Regions from separate parts of the Cricetulus griseus genome. Here region 1 is linked to region 2. Evidence: chromatin contacts called from public Hi-C data. All regions are on one chromosome and are shown on one strand. The core of a region is the stretch at or near the end of the contact, and the rest is flanking DNA. Distances in the headings are between cores, read along the strand shown. Region 1 holds the start of Cables2 (CDK5 and ABL1 enzyme substrate 2). Region 2 holds the start of Mrgbp (MRG/MORF4L-binding protein).

The links. Hi-C and Micro-C count contacts between places; a contact is called where the count stands out from the background.
Region 1: a Hi-C map of the CHO-K1 cell line shows a contact between it and region 2, with 5 times the contacts expected there. The contact joins the promoter of Cables2 here to the promoter of Mrgbp in region 2. A contact is called at or near these places in 5 of 8 Hi-C or Micro-C datasets (the CHK-Q cell line, the CHL-YN cell line, the CHO-K1 cell line and 1 more).

What each region holds. Positions count from the first base shown.
Region 1 is chr6:1,667,372-1,673,397 of CriGri-PICRH-1.0, reverse strand. Cables2 (CDK5 and ABL1 enzyme substrate 2) reads right to left here and starts at 3,479. Exons shown (of 14, transcript XM_027419889.1): 1 at 3,338-3,479; 2 at 3,321-3,335; 3 at 3,283-3,318; 4 at 3,230-3,280; 5 at 3,113-3,227. The coding sequence starts at 3,464. Rbbp8nl (RBBP8 N-terminal-like protein) reads right to left here. Exons shown (of 13, transcript XM_035447116.1): 13 at 5,740-6,026.
Region 2 is chr6:1,356,204-1,362,366 of CriGri-PICRH-1.0, reverse strand. It overlaps Mrgbp (MRG/MORF4L-binding protein), which reads left to right and starts at 2,504. Exons shown (of 5, transcript XM_027419898.2): 1 at 2,504-2,730; 2 at 3,180-3,301; 3 at 4,227-4,308; 4 at 4,618-4,692; 5 at 5,050-6,072. The coding sequence starts at 2,583. The coding sequence ends at 5,237. LOC118239065 (a long non-coding RNA gene) reads right to left here. Exons shown (of 3, transcript XR_004770513.1): 3 at 5,858-6,163.

The sequences.
Region 1 (6,026 bases), core at 2,230-4,729, 310 kb before region 2:
GGTCTCTGCAGTCTTGGGGCAGACTCAGGAGCCACCTGCCACACGACAGGCTGAGGGCAGCCCCAGCGAGGAGCAGCATGCTCAGGGCCTGAGAGCCTCCCCTGCCAAGGAAGTACAGGTGGCAGCAGTCTCATCAGGTGTTCAGGGCTCTCTCCCCTCTGCCTGAACATCATTTTGGCTCATCGCAGAACCATATCTGCTAAAAAGCAAGCGAATAAGCTAAAAGCCCCATGGTCTCCTGGTGAGTCTCACTTAGTCTTAGGCAAAGCAAAGGCACCTGGTCCCAGCACTCCATGTAGGGGCCTGTGATCTAGCAGCTTCACAGAGAAAGAGCGGGGCCTCAGGGCAGGGGCAGGTGCCTGGCTGTCCTAGAGAACTGACTACTCCAGTGGTTTTTAGCCCCACCAGTGGACAGATGCTGGGCACAGACTAATTAATGGATGCTAAGTGGCTCAGGGGCTGTTTAAATGGCTCAGTGGCTAGTTAGGGTTGGCCTAGGCTCCTCTTCCAGATCAAAGCAGAGTACAGCCTCCTGCCTCTAGGCTATGCCCAGTTCTCCTGATGGTGGGAGCATTAGGCTGAAATTTGCAAAGTCATTTGCCTGTGGGGACTTTCCCTTCCCCCTCATTTCTGTGGCAGATACAATGCAGGGCTGTTGTGAGTTGAAGTAGTTCCCCAAAAAGATCCATCAAAAACCTAGCCTGTGTTAGGGGTCTTAGCTAGAGACAGTCTAAGAAGAGGCCAAGGCAAAAGAAGGTCAGGAAAAGTCTGTGAGGACACACATGGAAGCAAGGAGATTGAACACAGCATAAGCTGCAGGGCACCCCAGGCCTTAGAAGCACCCCCAGGCTACAGCCTGACCCCCAGTGACTGGCATCCTGAGCTAGGGGAAGGGCTACCAGGTTTGTGTCCTTTGTCACCATGGCTCTTGAGGTGCATACACAGGCTTTCTAGGCAAGAGGCAGCAGCAGATGAGGTTAGCTGGAATGCAATGCTTCAAACCTGACCATAGATTCTAGAGATGGGCTGACTGCCAGACATGCAGGAAAAAAAGACAATAACAGTGCCTAAAGCCCCATGCAGAAAACTAGCGGTGATTCCGTCACTAGCTAGAAACGCTGTTGGGAGCCCCAAGTTATAACAGTTGTCACTTTCCTGAGTCTTTAGGATCCTGGGACCTCAAGGAGAAAGGCTTCATGTCAGCCCATTGCAGAGGGGGAGACTGAGGTTCCAAGAGACCCATTAGGTGCTCAAGGTCACAGAGCTTCTGGATGGCAGAAAGCTGGTCTGTACTCATTGTGACACAGCCTTCAGGAACTCTAGGGTTTTGCATCTTAAAAAACAACAGATCAGGTGGAGAGATGGCTCAGAGGATAAGAGCACTGGCTGCTCTTCCAGAGGACCCAGGTTTGGATCCCAGCACCCACAGGGCAACTCACAACTGTCTGTAACTCCAGCTGCAGAGGATCCGACACCCTCACACAGACACACATGCAGACAAAACACCAACGCACATAAAATAAAAAACACAAACAGATCAGGGCACTAAATCTGGGGGCCAGTAGCCCCCTTTAACAGGCCAGCCACTACTGTCTCTCCTAGCCACAGGACGGGAGCTGAGAGAGGGTAGACAGTCCTCTTCCTAAGGGCCTGTGCCCATGAGAGGAAGGATAACAACTCCAGGGCAGTGCCAAGAACTTGTAAGCAGAGCCCAAGAAGAAAAAGACATCTGCCACAGGCAATTGTAGTTGTGGGTGGTAGCGAGGATGTCAGAATGAAGGAAAGCAGAACTGGGAGGGTAGGAGATGGCTCATTGGAGGAGCTAGCAAAGGGAGCCTGACCCACGAAAACTTCAGACTGATCTTCAGTTCTGCTCTTCACAAGGGGTCCAGCTAACACTCTGGGACAAAATGACCCTTATCCCCAGTGGATCCTTCTATGTCCGGTGGAGATCCTACAGGCTAAGGTGGTGACCACAGAAAGTTCAGGCCCTCCTGGCCACACAGACATGTGATGCAGGGTCAGATGTCAGGTAACTTTTCCCCATCACAGACGTGGGAGGCACCTCCACACTGTGAGTCTACAGCTTACCCATGCTAGACTTGCCCAGGGCTTCCCACACCTGGGAGCTACCTGGCAGGAGCTCTGCCCTATAGTAGTGGGCCCTGCCCAGAAGGGACCACAATGGCTAGAGCTGCCTGCTATTGTCACTCTTCAGGTGAAGACTGAGACTGTCAGAGGGGGCTGAGAAGGCTGAGACCCACTTGGTACCTGGTAGCTGTGGACACTGGGGTGTGGGCACAGTCCGGGGGTGGGGTGGGGCAGGGCAGTGGTTAGCAATAAAAGCTGCCCTGGGTTAGGCTGAGGAGTCCTCAGAAACGACCCAGTGCAGAGGTCCTCTGTCCAGCAGCTGTGGCATGGCAGGGAGGAAGGTCTGGCCGGGTATACAGGGCTGAGAACAGACCCTGGCCCACAAGCTGAGGCCGACACACAGCACATAAAAGTGTTTGCGAGTTCCAGTGCTTAGGGTACTGATAGAATGGACAGGGAGGGGTGTGTCTAAAGTCAGTTAAGCTGAGGGAACTCTGAAGGTGAAGAACTGACCCCATAACCAGGATCTGACGGCTTTAATGGAAGTATTCCCTGTACCTGGCGGCTGACAAGCTTCAGGACACTGCAACTCTGTGACACGGGCTGACAAGGCTCCATTTAACCCCAAATTTTGTCTCCTGTATTCTGGACTGATGCTGCCAGATCATCTCAGCCCAAGTCAAGGGCAGATAGGACTACCAGGCGCTCTGACTCATGCATGCTGGGGTGGGTGATGGACCCTGGGGCCACCTCTGACCCCTTATGTCTTGGGTGCCGGGTGAATGGATCCACCTTACCCCAACCACGGCCAGGTCCGCCGAGCCCGTGGCTTACCGGAACCCTTGTGCTCTGTGCTGCCGAGCCCACAGGTCAACCACCCTGTGAGCCGGGAGGAAGGATTCGGCTCACTACCTAACCTGTGCCTGGCTGCCAAGCCCACAGGTCACGCACCGGGCGTGCGGGCCGGGCCTCTAGGCCACCCCAACCCCAGCGTGCAGCCCGCCCCGCCCAGCCCACTCACCTCTGGCGCTGCCCGTCTAGGCCGAGGCCGGCGGGCGCCGTCGTGGGGCTGAGTAGGCCCTGGGGCGCGGGCCTGCCTGGCAGCCCCGGGAGGCCTCCGGGTGGAGCGGGCGGGGCGCGGGCGGCTCGCGGGCCTCGGTGGGCGGTGGTGGCGGCGGCGGGGGCTTCTCCCGCCGGGACCCAGGCTCGGGGGCCGTCCGTCCAGGAGATGTTATTGAGGAAGAGAGAGCGGCCTGGCGGCGCCGGGAGTCCCCGCGCCTCCGCGGCACGGACGGCGGGTTCCGGGCGGCCGGCGCGGGCCTGGCGGGGCCGGGGGCCGGACCCGGGGCTCCTCCCGCCGCGGCCGCGGCCATGCTCGAGTGCGCCGCCGCGCCGCGCCGTCGCGCTGCTGCCCATTGGCCGCGGCGCGCCTGCATGCAAATGTCACCCCGTCACTCCCGCCCATTGGCCGGGGCGCGCCCATATGCAAATACAGTTCCATTCTCCCTGCCCATTGGCCGCGGCGCGCCTGCATGCAAATGTCACCCCGTCACTCCCGCCCATTGGCCGGGGCGCGCCCATATGCAAATATAGTTCCATTCTCCCTGCCCATTGGCCGCGGCGCGCCTGCATGCAAATGCAGCTTCGCTGAGCCCTTCCATTGGCTAGCGAGGTGTGTCCTGCTCTGGCGCTCCCCCGGGTCCTAGAGGTGGTTAACATCTGTCGATTGTTAGTTTCGCGGGGCCACGGGACCCTCAACCGCAAGGTCGGTGGCTGCAAGGCGCCGGTGTCCTGTTCTCTTGCCCAGACGCAGTGTACGGGGCATCCTGCAGAGAACGGTCATTGTGGGCCGCGGACTCGGGGTGTGGGCCAGGCCTGGCCACTTGCCCTCCGGGCTGTTTCTTAAGAGCCGAGAGGTTCCTCTGGGTCGGGCATCCACCCACGGAGCCACCGGAGCCCGCAGCTTCAGCTTCCGGGCGGTGCCAGCGGGCCCGCCTGACCGCCCTCACTGTCTGCAGAGGAGACCGGTCTACGGTCCGAGGACAGCTGGCACTTTCCCGGTTGCCTGGCGTCTGCATGGCGCTCAGCCTTTAGTTTCCTCCGTGGTCCGGTGGCCAGGGCTTGAGTCTGCAGTTTTTGGCTATGTACCGTGTGTGTATGTCCGTCCCGTTGTGCCACCGTATGCTCTTTCCAGCTCCCAGCCGATGTGGACTCCTAGTCTTTAGAGGAAAGTCCCCCTTATGTTCCGGTCTCTGGTCCCGTGGCTACTGCACCCGGTGCTGGGGTGGAGTTGGCTGATGGACAGGGAACCCTGGGAAGCGGCTTCTTTGCTTGGAGGAGAATCTATCAGTGGTGTGACCCACAAGAGTCCTTACTGCTAGTTCCCTCTCTGCTTTCAAGGCTCAGGCAGGCTGACCCCGCCCCACCTCACCCCACCCCCGCCATTGATCCCTACACGGGTAGGCTTACCTGTAGAGGCAAATGACCGTACACCGGATATGGATATAGATGGGTAATTTATTAAGTGGAAATCACTTACATGAGAAACCGATGACCCAGGTTAGTCTCAGACCCAACCCGGTGAGAGAGATAACGCCCCTCGCCTCAGCCCGCAGGTCGACACAGGGTTTCTCTGTGGCTTTGGAGGCTGTCCTGGAATTGGTTCTTGTAGACCAGGCTGGTCTCGAACTTACAGAGATCCACCTGCCTCTGCCTCCCGAGTGCTGGGACTAACGGCGAGCTAGAGCTCTCTCCCTACACTTACCCTGCCCTCTCCTTTTCTTCCCTGTCTTTTTCCAAGCTGGCCTCTGGCAGGAGCCAGTGGTAAGGTGGGCAGTTTTCTTTTCTAGTAAAACGCAGGGCTCCCTCCCAGAGACTGTCATTTCTTTTCTTTTTTTCTTTTTTCTTTTTTTTTGGTTTTTCGAGACAGGGTTTCTCTGTGGCTTTGGAGGCTGTCCTGGCACTCACTCTGGAGACCAGGCTGGCCTCGAACTCACAGAGATCCGCCTGCCTCTGCCTCCTGAGAGCTGGGATTAAAGGCGTGTGCCACCAATGCTCGGCGAGACTGTCATTTCTGTCAGAGGGTAGGACTAAACACTGAAGGGGTCATTGTGTCTGATGTGTGTGATGCCCTTGGCACTCAGGCTGCTGTTAGCCCCCACTGTCTGCAAGTGACCATGGGAGTGACTCACTTGGGTTTTGGTCCCCAGTAGCAATGATGTACTTGTATGCCTAAGCTGCTTTGGGATGGGTGAGACACTGTAGTGTTGGGCCTGTGGTATGGTGGCGTGGGGTCCTTGTTGCTAATGTGCACAGTCCTCGATGGGGGAGGGACAACAAACTTGTGGCTAACTGTCAAATGGACATGGCAAAGATATGTGTCCTCAACAGGGTGCCACAGATGCAGAGCTAGACCTAGAGTTGGACCCCAATGCTGGCAGGCATTGTGGGATCCTTGAGGTGCGTAAGGGATATTTAGGCAGGAATTTGGCTTCTTCCTGGGTGTGGTGTTGGGGTGTGTTCCCTCACAGACCAAACCTGACCAAGAGGTTAGAGTAAATAGATCATACAGCTTGTGTTTTATTTAATTTTGAAAAATAAAAAGAACTCAAGAAACCTGTAACAACCATTTGAACACACACACACACACACACACACACACACACACACACACACCTACGAATGCACACATGCACACCCTTCCCCTGGGATATCCCTTGGAACTTAGTCCCTCTGCCCTCTCAGGTGGCAGGCAGAGGGGCCACTGTCTGTCCAGTAGAGAATGGTACCCTTTCATCAAGCCCAGGCCTTACCTAGCCCCAGCAACAGCTTCTCCAGTTCCAGAGGTTTCAGACTCTCACAATCGAAACTCTGACTCTACAGCACCCTTTTATGCTGTAGTCCCTTCTATGTGGCTTGGTCAGCTCGGGCCTTCC
Region 2 (6,163 bases), core at 1,255-3,754:
TCACACAGACATACATGCAGCTAAAACACCAATGCACATACATAAAATAAAGATAATTTTTTAAAGTGGGTCTTTTCCATTTTCAAAAAATAAATTCATGAGATTCGACTATGTATGTATCTGGCTCCAGATGTGTCTTCTGTTCATGAAAACAGAAAGTCAGCTGGCTCATGAGACAGTAGATAGAGTCCTAGATGCTGACCTCAGTGCTTAGCCTCTTGCTATTACCTGGCATAGAGTCCATTCTGCAGAGACCTGCCAAGGCTTCACAGAAGGAAAGAATGAAGACATTCTCCTCTCCTAAAACACTCAACCTGTCTACAGGCATCAAGTCTGATTTGCAGTCACACATTCCAGGATATATCTGGAATGACAGTCAGGTAGGTGTTTGCAGATATCACGCCGGTGGGATGTGGTCTCAGTGCCATGGTACATACAAACCACATAGAACAGAGGACCAGCTAGATTAGAGGAGGCCGAGGGTTACACAAGGGAAGAAGCTCCCTGTGGAAGGAGGCACTTGAAACAAGATCCTACCTGGTAGGGTTGAGACCACGATGAACCAGAGCCAGAAGCAGTCAGCAGCAAGGTCCCCCACACCCAGATATCTGGAGAATAACCAGTATATTATTCTGAACACTGCTCCTGGGCACTTAAGGTATGCTGGGTCTCAGCCTGGGAACTTGCACCATGGCAGGTCCCAGGTGGTAGGTATATTATGCTTCACTTCAGCCTTACAGTAATTAAGTCAAGTTCTGGATGCCAGACAGACAAAGACAAGGTCACAGGCCCTGGGGGAATCATAACTCCATGTGACAGCTGTGATCCCAGGCCCCACTGGGCTACATCTCCCCCATGGCACTGTTGGGACTCTCCTCACCAACCTACCTCCACAATGGAAAGCTGAAGCCAGCCACAGACGGCTGACTGGCTCTGAGCCCTGAGCTGTCCCAGACAATGAGGCTGGCCAGAGCCTGCACCCTCCACAGTGCCCTACTCACTGTTGTGAGCATGGTCTGGTTACAGGCCTGAATGAGGGACAGGTACAGGGTCAGAACTGGATTCCAAGGCCACAGCTGAGAGGCAGCAGTCAGGAAAGGGATTCTGAAGCCTGAACATGGAGGGCATAGATGAGGGATGAATGATAGAGACACCTGTACGGGTGGCAACTGGGGTGGTTCAGACCTCAAGGAGAGACCACATTCTTGTGTAGACTGCTCTGCCCAGCACTTGGCCCCACCCAATCCAGTGTGGCGTTGTGGCTGTTATACCAGAGTCATTAGTCCCCAAGAGACTACCAGGAGTCTGAGCTCCTATGCAAAAGCAAAGAGCCTTTATTGCAAGCTCCAGGTTGGGCTCTCCATCCGTTCCAACAGGGTGGTTGGATCAGGAAGAACATTGAGCTTAGCTATGGCGGGTTTTTTAAGGAGTAAAGGATGGGGTGTAAGGGAATTCTGGCTTCAGATCGGGGCTAAACTCCAGATTGGGCAGGAGTGAGGCAACAGAAATCCTGTCAAACAGGGATTGGTGCAGGCATTGCTGCAAGGAAATTGTCAACCTATATACAAGTTAGGTAAGCTATTCTTAGTGTTCTGAAGCATCTAGTATTTGTTTGTCTCAATTTTGATTGGTCCCCTGCAGGGTACAGTCTGTGGTTTTTCCTGGTTATTTTAAGAATGAGGCCTAGTGCCAGTATTGTTAGCCTGCAGCCTGTCATGGCTGCACTGATGTTAAGTTAGGCCTCTTCAGTGGCCAGACCAGAAACTAACACCTGTCTGAATTCATCACCAACCCACTTCTGGTGGAGCTCAACTGTGGGGACAGTACGGAGGTAGAAGTAGATGGCAAGGCCAGCAGGACCCAGATGCCAAGGAAGCACCGAACTCTGGGACTGTCATGAGCAACCAGGCCAGGGCCATTCTGAGATGATAAGAGCCTCAATTCTACAAATTGTGGTTGTCAGGCTTTTATTTTTACTTATTTATGGTGTGTGTGTGTGTGTGTACACACACACATACACAATGGTATGGATATAGAGGGTCGACTTGGTTCTCTCCTGCCCCCTGCAGGATCCAGGGGTGAGGCTGCAGTTATCAGGCTTGTGCACAAGCGTCTCTATTGGATGAGCCATCTCACTAGCCCCTGGCTTTAAAACACAAACAAACAACTTTACTGAGATGTAATTTACACACTGTATGATTTATTACTGGCAGGGGGAGAGCCTGAATCTTTTTAACATATTTAACTTAGGGGCGTGTGTATCATGCCATGTAGACTGACTGACTTGGAACTCTCAGAGATTCTCCTGCCTCTGCCTCCAGAACGCTAGGATTAAAGGAGTGCGGTGTTCTTTTAAAGCTAAGGTTTCTGCCAGCTCCCTCTCTGGCCAGAGCCGGAGGCAGGGAAAGGGCTGACCACCAGGGGGCGTGCCGGCACCGGAAGCCAGCCTTTGTTGCGCCTGCGCGGACGCGGATACGCGGCGATCCGGAGCCCAGCTAGCGCGCGCCCTCCACACCGAGTGCGCCTGCGCGGAGCCTGTAGCAACCCTTCTCTCGCCGGACGCTTGTGGCTCGCCCGCGGCCATGGGGGAGGCCGAGGTGGGCGGCACGGGCGCCCCAGGCGACAAGGGCCCCGGCGAGGCAGCCCCGAGCCCTGCTGAGGAAACGGTAGTGTGGAGCCCTGAGGTGGAGGTGTGCCTCTTCCACGCCATGCTGGGCCACAAGCCTGTCGGTGAGCGTCGCGGCGAGCCGCGCACCCGCATGGGGGTGGGGCGGGTAAACGGGCGGGCGGGCGGGCGAGCGCGGGCGGGCGGAGCCTGCGACCTCACCCGAGACGGGACCTCCCACTTCGGAGTGCCCAGTTAGTCCAAGACCCCATGACGTTCCTGCCCGAGAAGCCCTCTCCCGGGGGACGCCCCTGACTTCCCTGCCCTTGAGACACTCCTACCCCAGGGACCGCCTCCACAGTCCCCGCCTCTGCAGCCCCCCTTGCCCCGGACCCGCCTACTGTATACTTACTTGCCCCTGGGACACCCACTTGCCTCCTGACACCTCTATCCTCTTTGACACCTGACTCCTGCAACACCCCCACCTGCCATTTCATACCCCTGCCCCTCCAACGTCCATGCTGTCTGCACAGAGATGCAGCCCTAACCCCTAACCCACTGTCCTGCCTCTCAGGGGTGAATCGACATTTCCACATGATTTGTATTCGAGACAAGTTCAGCCAGAATATTGGGCGCCAGGTCCCATCCAAGGTCATCTGGGACCATCTGAGCACTATGTATGACATGCAGGCACTGGTGAGTTGGACCGTGGCTCACCGCTTTGGGGCTGAAGGTGGAGACGGGTCCCACCCACATCCTGTCTTCCTAGGATCATCTGTGGTAGTACAAGACAGAGCCCACCGGTCACGTGGGGTTCACTATGCAGAGCAGAGAAGAAGTGATCTCAGTAGATGAGGCCCTTCCTCAGGAAAGCCCAAGTCCTGCTGTGGAAAGCACTAACTAGTGATGGTCTCTGACCACTTTTGCTTTAGATCTGGGGTGGCCACAAGAAGTCTTCCAGGGAGATAGATAGTTGGCTGCTGAGATGCCAGAGAATAGCATCAGCCTCAGTGTAAAGTAGTAAGAGGTCCCGAGCGCTCTAGGTGGAGGCTGACCCCATCTGAGTCCCATTGAGGTGCACTGGATACCCCTGTGGGAGCCAGATGTAGTCCTCTTTGTAGAGCTTAGAGGTAGCGCTGTCTGATGGGTGACTGTGTAACTGGTTTGGAGAGCTGGCAATGTGTGACAGGTATGCAGGGTAACTAGTAACCAAGCTGGGCAGATTTGTCTATAGTGTCTGACAGGCAGTGTAACTTCAGTACCAGGATAGGTGGAGCTGTAGGTGCCTGTGGTCATGGTGCACCTGGGGAACATTGTCCTGGTGGGAATACTGCAGTGGTGAGCCAGGTCAGTTCCTGGTATGCACATCAGCGGGGCTGACATGTTGCCAGTTTCCTCTGGGTGGCACGCGCCTGGTCCTTTTCTCTGGCTTTGTTGGGCTGGTGCTAGCCTGGCCCTCCCTCATTTGAAAAGCCCAGCTGCAGTAGACTCTGCAAGCTAGAGCCAGGAACCCTACCAGCTCAGCCTCCAGCCTGCTCCTCCTGTGCATCTTAGTGAGCTGATACCATTTTCTGTTTCTCAAAAATACAAAAAAAAAACCAAAACTGCTTTGTGCCGGCAGCACGAGTCTGAGATTCTCCCATTCCCAAATCCAGAGAGGAACTTTGTCCTTCCAGATGAGATCATTCAAGAGGTCCGAGAAGGTGAGACTCGGCCACCATCGGGGCTGGGGATTAAAAAAGCCGGACCAGGCCAAAGGTGGGGAGGTCTGGGGCCTCCAGGGAGGTGTAAGGATCCTGCTCAGACCCCACATCCAGTGGCACCCGGGAGGTTTTGGGAACCAAGGGCTGGGGAGAGCGGTGCTCAAAGGCAGTCTCCTGATGGATGCCATCTCGTGATGGACGCCGAGGCCTGTGTGGGCAGCGAGAATCGGAAGCAGTCATGGCCAGACCATCCCCCAACGCTGGCCACCACCGTGGGTTTCCAGTGAACGGCAGCTGTCTCCTCCACAGGAAAAGTGGTCATTGAAGAGGAGATGAAGGAGGAGATGAAGGAGGATGTGGACCCCCACAGTGGGGCTGATGACGGTAAGCGTGGCACGCCTCAGGCGGAATGGGACCAGGAAGCCGTGGAGTCAGAGGGGTGGAGGGTCCACTTAGAGATGAGCTCACCTCAGGCAGGAGGGCCCCTGAAGGCCTGGAAGGGGCCAAGCATTCAGCTGTCCCTTCACTGAGACCAAGGCCAAACCTGGGAGCATCAAGTGTGCTCAGACAGGAGACCCCTAGGGAGATGAGGCGTCTCTTATAGCCCAAGCTTCACAGGACTCCCACCCAGGGTAACATTAGGTGCAGAGAGCCTGATGTATATCTCATTATCTAGCTGAACAGGAAAAAAAAATGAGTTTGTGTATATTTTGTCTTCAGCCAAATGATTTTGTTTCTCAGTTTTTTCATCTTCAGGGAGCTTGGGGAAAGCATTAGAAAAATCCAGCAAAGACAAGGAGAAGAACTCCTCAGACTTGGGGTGCAAAGACGGGGCAGACAAGCGGAAGCGCAGCCGGGTCACTGACAAGGTCCTGACTGCCAACAGCAATCCCTCCAGCCCCAGTGCTGCCAAGAGGCGCCGAACATAGACACCTCAGCCCCAGGTGCCACAGAGATGCGCTAATGCTGCAAGCCCTCACTGCCTGTTCTCAGGTTCCCGGGTGAATGTGACCATCCGGCAGAGATGCTAGTGGGGGCTTCTCCTGTGTCATCAGACCATCCGAGCACCTGACTGGTCCACAAGACCAGCATCCTCTCCGCTTGGATGGTGAAGCCTCTGACCAACCTCTTGCTTTCTCCTGGTTGGTTCCCGCTGTGCCCACAGTGTGTGGAGAGGAGCAGGTGCATGGGACCAGAGGACTGAGAGTCACAAGCAATAAGACACCGCCCTCACTGTCCTCTGAAGGAGGCAGCCACTCACCTTTCCTAGATGCCCACTCTTTGCATTGCTTGTCCTGTGAGGCTCCAGCGTGCACTGGCATCAGGAAAAGGTGTCTTTGGAGTTGACAGAGCACACACTGTGCACAGAAGGCCTCCCCTATCTGGGAAACAAGAACTGGATATTTTGCCTCATTCACGTGTACTGTAACAATGTATATAATTTGGTTCGTATTTCACTATTTAATTTTTAAGAAGCCTATTTTACTAGTGTTTTTGTATGAAGAAAAATACTGCAGAAGTTAAACCTGTGATGTGTTTTTTTCTGAGATGTTTTGTTTTAAGGTAACTACTGAGATACCTCTGGCTCTGTTTTTATATGCCAGATACAGAGAATTTTTAGCGGTTATTTTTGTAATTTTAGTAATTTGGAAAAGACTAATTTTAAGGACGTGGAATAAAGGCACAGCCATCGGACTGAAGAGCCACTAGCCTGATGGTTGAAGTACTTTCATTTGGAGAACATTAAAGCATTTTAAAAAATCATCTTGGCAGTTGTGTGATTTGCTACTAAAATGGGTGTTTTTGTTGTTTTCCCTACAGAGAAAAGGATCCCCACCCCAGGACTCATAACTGT